Linked DNA regions of Drosophila melanogaster: region 2 is linked to region 1. The links are chromatin contacts, called in public Hi-C maps. All regions are on one chromosome and are shown on one strand. Each heading gives the region's core, a stretch centred on a gene start, on an enhancer-like site or on the middle of the called end of the contact. The rest is flanking DNA. Distances are from core to core; before and after follow the strand shown. Region 1 holds the start of ND-49L (NADH dehydrogenase (ubiquinone) 49 kDa subunit-like). Region 2 holds the start of CG31089.

Region 1 (3,342 bases), core at 110-2,609:
CAGTGCACGAGTGGTGCAGGTCCGTGGTGACCACCTGCTTCTCGCCCTGCCCGCCGCTGCTGTAGGTGGTGGCCAGCGTGGAGCTGCACTTCTCCGAGTACCAGGGCACATGGCCCTCCTCCGTGGCACTGGAGATGGACAGCGTCCAGATGGAGTTCGTGTAGCCGTCGCAGTTGCAGTTATCCTGCTCCCGCCCACCATTGCCCGATGCCCATATGAAGATGCTGCCCTTGCCGCCGCGACCCTTAGTTGTGCCCTCGATAAAGGCGCGCGATGCCAGTTCGCCGGGTCCGTCCACCGTCTTGCCATCGTCATCGGGTCCCCAGGAGGCACTGTATATGTCAATGTGCTGCGGATTCAGCGACAGCGACCGTGCCTCAACCGCATCCGTGACGTCTCCGTCCAGCATCCTGACTCCGCCCACACTGGCGCCGTAGGCAATACCCACCGCGCAGAACGAATTGTTGGCGGTGGCTGCCACCTCGCCGGCACAGCGAGTTCCATGGCGGTTCGAGTCCGTCATATCGTAATGCGGCATCGGATCGTCGTCGTGGCTATTCACATCGTACGAGGCTTTGGGATCCTGTTTAGGTTATCATATGCTAATTTAGTATGGGTTTTATGATAAACGAATGTCACTACTTACGTAGTTATCCTGTATGTCCGGATGATCGGATTCCAGGCCATCATCCAGAATTGTCACCACCACGCCCTTGCCGGTTATGCCCATCTTCCAGGCGGGTATCACATTCATGTCCAGGCCACCACCACGATTCTGAGAATAAGGTTACGTTATAACAATTTGTAGGTATAAAAAATATTTGTTTAAATATTATATCCCAATACCTATGGTTGTGTTCTTGAAACATCAAAACATTGAAATAATCATTTTGCTTTCTAAGAATGGTAAATGGAATGGAATGCTTTGCATTTTCGATAACTTACCAGATACCACATCTGCGGCCACTTGGAGTCGTTAAAGGACATGGCGTCCACCATCGACATGGCTCGCGAGGAGGTCCTTGAGGGTCGCATGCGGATAAAGTCCCGTTTGGATCGCGACTTGGCCCGCTGCTGCTTCGCCCAGTGGACGCGATCGTCGTCATCCAGGCGAGTCTGGTGATGCGTGGCGGGGGAGAGCGACCGCTTCGAGACCTTGTGATGTGCGAAGTGGTAGTGATCATCGAAGATCTGCAAGGAATGATGGTTCAATGGATTAATAGGCAGTTTACAAAATAACATATAAATCTAAAAATAAACTGGAGATAGTAGTCGTTGCTCTTAACATCTTAGTAAGCTAAGGGTAGAAACATTTGTTTACATTTTTAATTTTCCAAAGAAGTTAGTATAGAACTAATATTTTTTTTAATACTCCGGTAATCATGTCTGGCGGAACGCAAGGGATTCGCAAGCTGGCGGATAAGCTATTCACACCCAACGAAATTAGACGTTTCCAGGCATACAAGAACCGCCTCAGTGAAAAGTATTTGACCGTGGAGGGCTTAAAGTCCACCTTCAAGAGACCGGATTTGGGAAAACTATTCAACCGTCGCGTGTTTTCATCAAACAAAGAAGGTAAGATCCCTCAAACACTGGTAAATTTATTGTAAGGAGCTTTTTTTAAGATTGCCCCGAAGAGCCAAAAGTTAAGGAATGTGACCCCAGCTGGGATGAGCTGTATCCTCCAGGCCCGCCATACGAGCCCTATGACACACACTACTGGTATCCAGATCCCGAGTTCATGAATAAACAACAGTATATAGTTTGGTATCCCGAAGGTGACGAGTGGAAAAAGCGTCCCAATTTTAAGGGAAAACAGATTCCACCCGTTGATCGTACATTTCGCACCAAGCTCATAAACTTTGGACCCGCGCATCCGGCGGCACACGGAGTACTCCGCATGATCCTCGAGCTGGATAATGAAACGGTGCTGAATGCCGATCCGCACATTGGGCTACTGCATCGCGGAACCGAGAAACTGATCGAGTACAAGACGTACACTCAAGCACTGCCCTATTTCGATCGTCTGGACTATGTGTCCTGCATGGCCAATGAGTTGGCCTACTGCTTGGCGGTGGAGAAGTTGCTGAATGTGGAGGTTCCACGCCGGGCCAAGTACATACGCACCATGTTTTCGGAGATAATGAGGCTGACGAATCACACGATGGCCATTGGTTCGTCGGTACTGGACTGTGGAGCTATAACTCCACTCTTTTGGCTGTTCGAGGAACGTGAGAAGTTGTATGAGTTTTCGGAACGCGCTTCGGGAGCTCGTCTCCATGCCGCCTACATTCGACCGGGGGGCGTGGCCAGTGATATACCTCTAGGGTTTCTCCACGATTTGTATCAGTTTATCAATCAATTCAACGAACGATTGGACGAAGTGGAGGACGTAGTGACCGATAATCGCATCTGGCGTATGCGTAATATTGGCATTGGAGTCATATCCGCACACGATGCCTTAAACTATGGATGCACTGGACCCGTTCTGAGGGCCACCGGCGTAAAGTGGGATTTGCGTAAGCAACAGCCATACGATGCCTATGACGAGATGGATTTTGACGTGGTTGTGGGATCGAATGGAGACTGCTACGATCGCTACTTGGTGCGCATGCGAGAAATGCGCGAGTCGGTGAATATCATCAAGCAATGCATCGACGCCATGCCACCGGGTGAGATCAAGGTGGATGATCTGAAGATCTGCCCTCCGCAACGAAGCAAGATGAAGGAGGGCATGGAGGATCTGATCCATCATTTCAAGCACTTCTCGCAAGGATTCCGGGTGCCTCCGGGACAGACGTACTGTGCCGTTGAATCGCCCAAGGGTGAATTCGGAGCATTCCTCATCTCCGATGGTTCATCGCGTCCCTATCGCTGCAAGATTCGTCCAGCTTCCTATGCTCATCTAGCCCTCATGGCCAAAATGGCACCCGCACACCTGCTGGCCGATGTTGTGGCCATTATTGGATCGCTGGACATCGTTTTTGGTGAAATCGACCGTTAGTCAGGGTTTGGTAATTTCAATTACATTTATTATAAACCCCATTTTGTGTATGAACGTCAAATGCCCAAAACCTAAATAAAACGGAAGCCTATTTATGCAGCATGTAATTTAAATAGCACTCGGAGAAAGTATCGAATTTATAGACAAATTTTTTTGGCCAATAAATTTGAAACCTTTATTCTAATAAATATAATTACACATAAAATATAAATCATTAATTAATTATTGAAAAATTCCCACTGATTTATCTTTAGAGAAAACAATTTATTTTCGGAAAGTGTACAATTTTAGAGCACACACACAATTTCTGTCCAGAGCATGAGTGTAATTAAAATGGG
Region 2 (2,954 bases), core at 145-2,644, 540 kb after region 1:
ATGTTTGTGCTGCTGTCCTCAAGACCGGAATATAACGACAAGATCAAGACGGCTCACATGCTGGCTCCTGTGGCATTTATGGATCACATGGACGATGTTATGGTCAACACCTTGTCTCCTTACCTCGGTTTTAACAATATCTACTCGACCCTCTTCTGTTCTCAAGAATTCTTGCCCCACAACGATTTCGTCCTGGCTCTGATGTACAGTGTTTGTCTTCCGGAATCGATTGTTTACAGCTTTTGCAGCAGCAGTAATGAAACAACTACTGAGGAAGGAAGAACTAATTCGGTGAGTACATCGAATTCCTTTCTTATTTATGTATTTATTTATTCATATTATCTATTTACCAAAAAGACCGCCTCTGCGTTGACTTCTGGAGTGATGCCTGCTGGTGTTTCCACGGATCAAATCCTGCACTACATGCAGGAGCATCAATCGGGACATTTCCGGCAGTTCGATTTTGGCACCAAAAAGAATATGAAGGTCTATGGAACGGAAGCCCCAGAGGATTACCCAACTGAGCTAATCACGGCTGAGATGCATCTGTGGTATTCGGACAGCGATGAGATGGCCGCAGTTGAGGATGTCCTGAGGGTGGCGGAAACGCTGCCCAACAAGGTGATGCACCATATGGAGGATCCACTATGGGATCATATGGACTTCGCTCTCAACTGGGAGGTGCGCCAATATATCAATGATCCGATTGTAGCCATTCTAAACGAGTACGAGGGGAAGTGATACGGACATTGTCCTGGTGCTTAACTTAACTTAGTTTTAATCTAGGTCCACTTCGGTTGATCCTATCATATCATATCATAAACGGATGTATAACTCTTTAGCATTGAACAGATTTGCACCTCAAGCTCGACATTTATTTCATTCATACTTAATGTACACATACATGCTTACTCAAATCATAAGAAATCACTCGATTTTTCTTAGTAAAAGTAACTTCCCCATTAACAAGTTTGGGTTATAAAATATACGACTACTGCTTTTTAAATCTAAAAGTGGTTTCTTAATCTTAAACCTTTGAAGGGGGCACACTTTTTTTTAGATTTTCTGGACTGGTCAAGTGGCTAAATAGTTGATAAGCTAGAATTAATGAGGCACGTCGTTTTTGAATACGTCAAACTAAATAACTTTTAAAATAGGTAATTTATTGTTCATTCAGAATTTTATGTTTTATAATTTGCCGAAATTCATGAAATATAAATGTTCTAACTATTAACTATTTGAGTATTTATTTCGTTCTGTTTATTACTTTTAGATTAGCACTTTCTGTTATTTGTGGATTATCTTGACAGTCTAAATATATATTATCAAAGCACCGATAGTAAGAGCTACTTGAAACTAAACCACCCAGGAACTTCTACAAAAGCTGAAAGTCATGTGTTTACCAACAGTCAGTACACATCGGACCATCGAGGACATAAGTACATAGAATGAACCGATTCACGGGAAGTTTACTTGTCCTGGTTGCTCTTGCCGTGGGAGTTTACTCCGCGGCCATAGATGGACCGATTGATTTCTACAAACTGTATGACAATCCAGAGGCTCACATTAGCCTCAAGAGTAAGATAACAACGGTCAGTTTGATTTAAATTAGAATTTAATGAAATTTAATTAGTATTTAATTATATTTGCCGACCTTAGGCTGACCGCACTGCCGCTCACGGATATCCTTCGGAGCACCATCACATAGTTACCGAAGATGGTTACATCCTGGGAGTTTTCCGAATCCCCTACTCCCACAAGTTGCAGAACCAGAACGAAAAGCGACCCATTGTCCTTCTTCAACACGGATTGACGAGCTGTTCGGATGCCTGGATTTTGCAAGGACCCAATGATGGTCTGCCATATTTACTGGCGGATGCGGGATTCGATGTTTGGATGGGCAATGCTCGTGGAACTTCCTATTCGAGAAATCACACGACGCTCTCCCCGGATCATCCAAATTTCTGGAAATTCAGTTGGCATGAGATCGGCATCTACGACATAACCGCCATTATTGACTACGCCCTTAGCACGGAGAATGGTCAGGGCCAGGATGCCATCCATTATGTTGGACATTCGCAGGGTACAACGGTATTTTTTGCACTAATGTCTTGGATTCCCGAATATAACGATAAGATCAAAACCGCTCACATGTTTGCCCCGGTGGCTATAATGAAAAACTTGTCCAGCGGATTAGTGCGTTCTGTGGGTCCATATTTGGGTCATAGGAACACATATTCGGTGCTTTTTGGATCACAGGAGTTTTTGCCTCATAATGAGTTCCTCATGGCCATATTCTTTAATATCTGCCAACCGGACTTTATGTTGCGTCCAGTGTGTGAAAGTGCCATGGAGAAACTTTATGCAGGAGGTCGTGTGAATATGGTGAGTATTATTTTGCAAAAAAAAAAAGTAAAATAAATTCTAATAATTGTAAAATCATTAGACTGCTATGCCGGAAGGTATGGCCACCCATCCTGCAGGCTGTTCCACCGACCAAATGTTGCACTACCTACAGGAACAGCAATCGGGTTACTTCCGTCTATTTGATCATGGCACCAAGAAGAATCTAGAAGTCTACGGAACTCAGGAACCTCCAGAGTATCCTGTAGAGTTGATCAATTCCTTGGTGCACATGTGGTATGCCGATAGTGACAATCTCGCCGCTGTGGAGGATGTCGAGCAAATAGCCGAAAGATTGCCCAATAAGGTTATGCACCGCATGGCGGATACGGAATGGAATCATGGGGATTTCGCCCTGAACTGGGAGGTTCGTAAATATATCAACGAGCCAGTAATTGACATCATGATGGAATACGAGTTAAAGAACATTGGCACGTGATAAATAGGTTCCCTAATCTCTAATATACCTTATACCTGCGGTAGTCGGATTTATTTTAAGTTTACACATAAGCTAGTCACATTTAACCAAAAGTTATTTACAGAGAGAAAAT

What was found. A called contact is a pair of places that touch in the nucleus more often than the background predicts.
Region 2: a contact with region 1 is called in a Hi-C map of the Kc167 cell line, with 1.9 times the contacts expected there. The contact joins the promoter of CG31089 here to the promoter of ND-49L in region 1. A contact is called at or near these places in 2 of 107 Hi-C or Micro-C datasets (the Kc167 cell line and cellular blastoderm embryo).

The regions. Positions count from the first base shown.
Region 1 is chr3R:25,356,926-25,360,267 of dm6, forward strand. It overlaps ND-49L (NADH dehydrogenase (ubiquinone) 49 kDa subunit-like), which reads left to right and starts at 1,360. Exons shown (of 2, transcript NM_143135.2): 1 at 1,360-1,575; 2 at 1,626-3,109. The coding sequence starts at 1,383. The coding sequence ends at 3,004. It overlaps Fur1 (Furin 1), which reads right to left. Exons shown (of 12, transcript NM_170654.2): 5 at 946-1,191; 6 at 647-775; 7 at 1-583.
Region 2 is chr3R:25,901,249-25,904,202 of dm6, forward strand. It overlaps CG31089, which reads left to right and starts at 1,395. Exons shown (of 3, transcript NM_170249.2): 1 at 1,395-1,592; 2 at 1,660-2,385; 3 at 2,447-2,930. The coding sequence starts at 1,449. The coding sequence ends at 2,842. CG31091 reads left to right here. Exons shown (of 3, transcript NM_170248.3): 2 at 1-291; 3 at 358-924. The coding sequence ends at 741. It also overlaps asRNA:CR43259.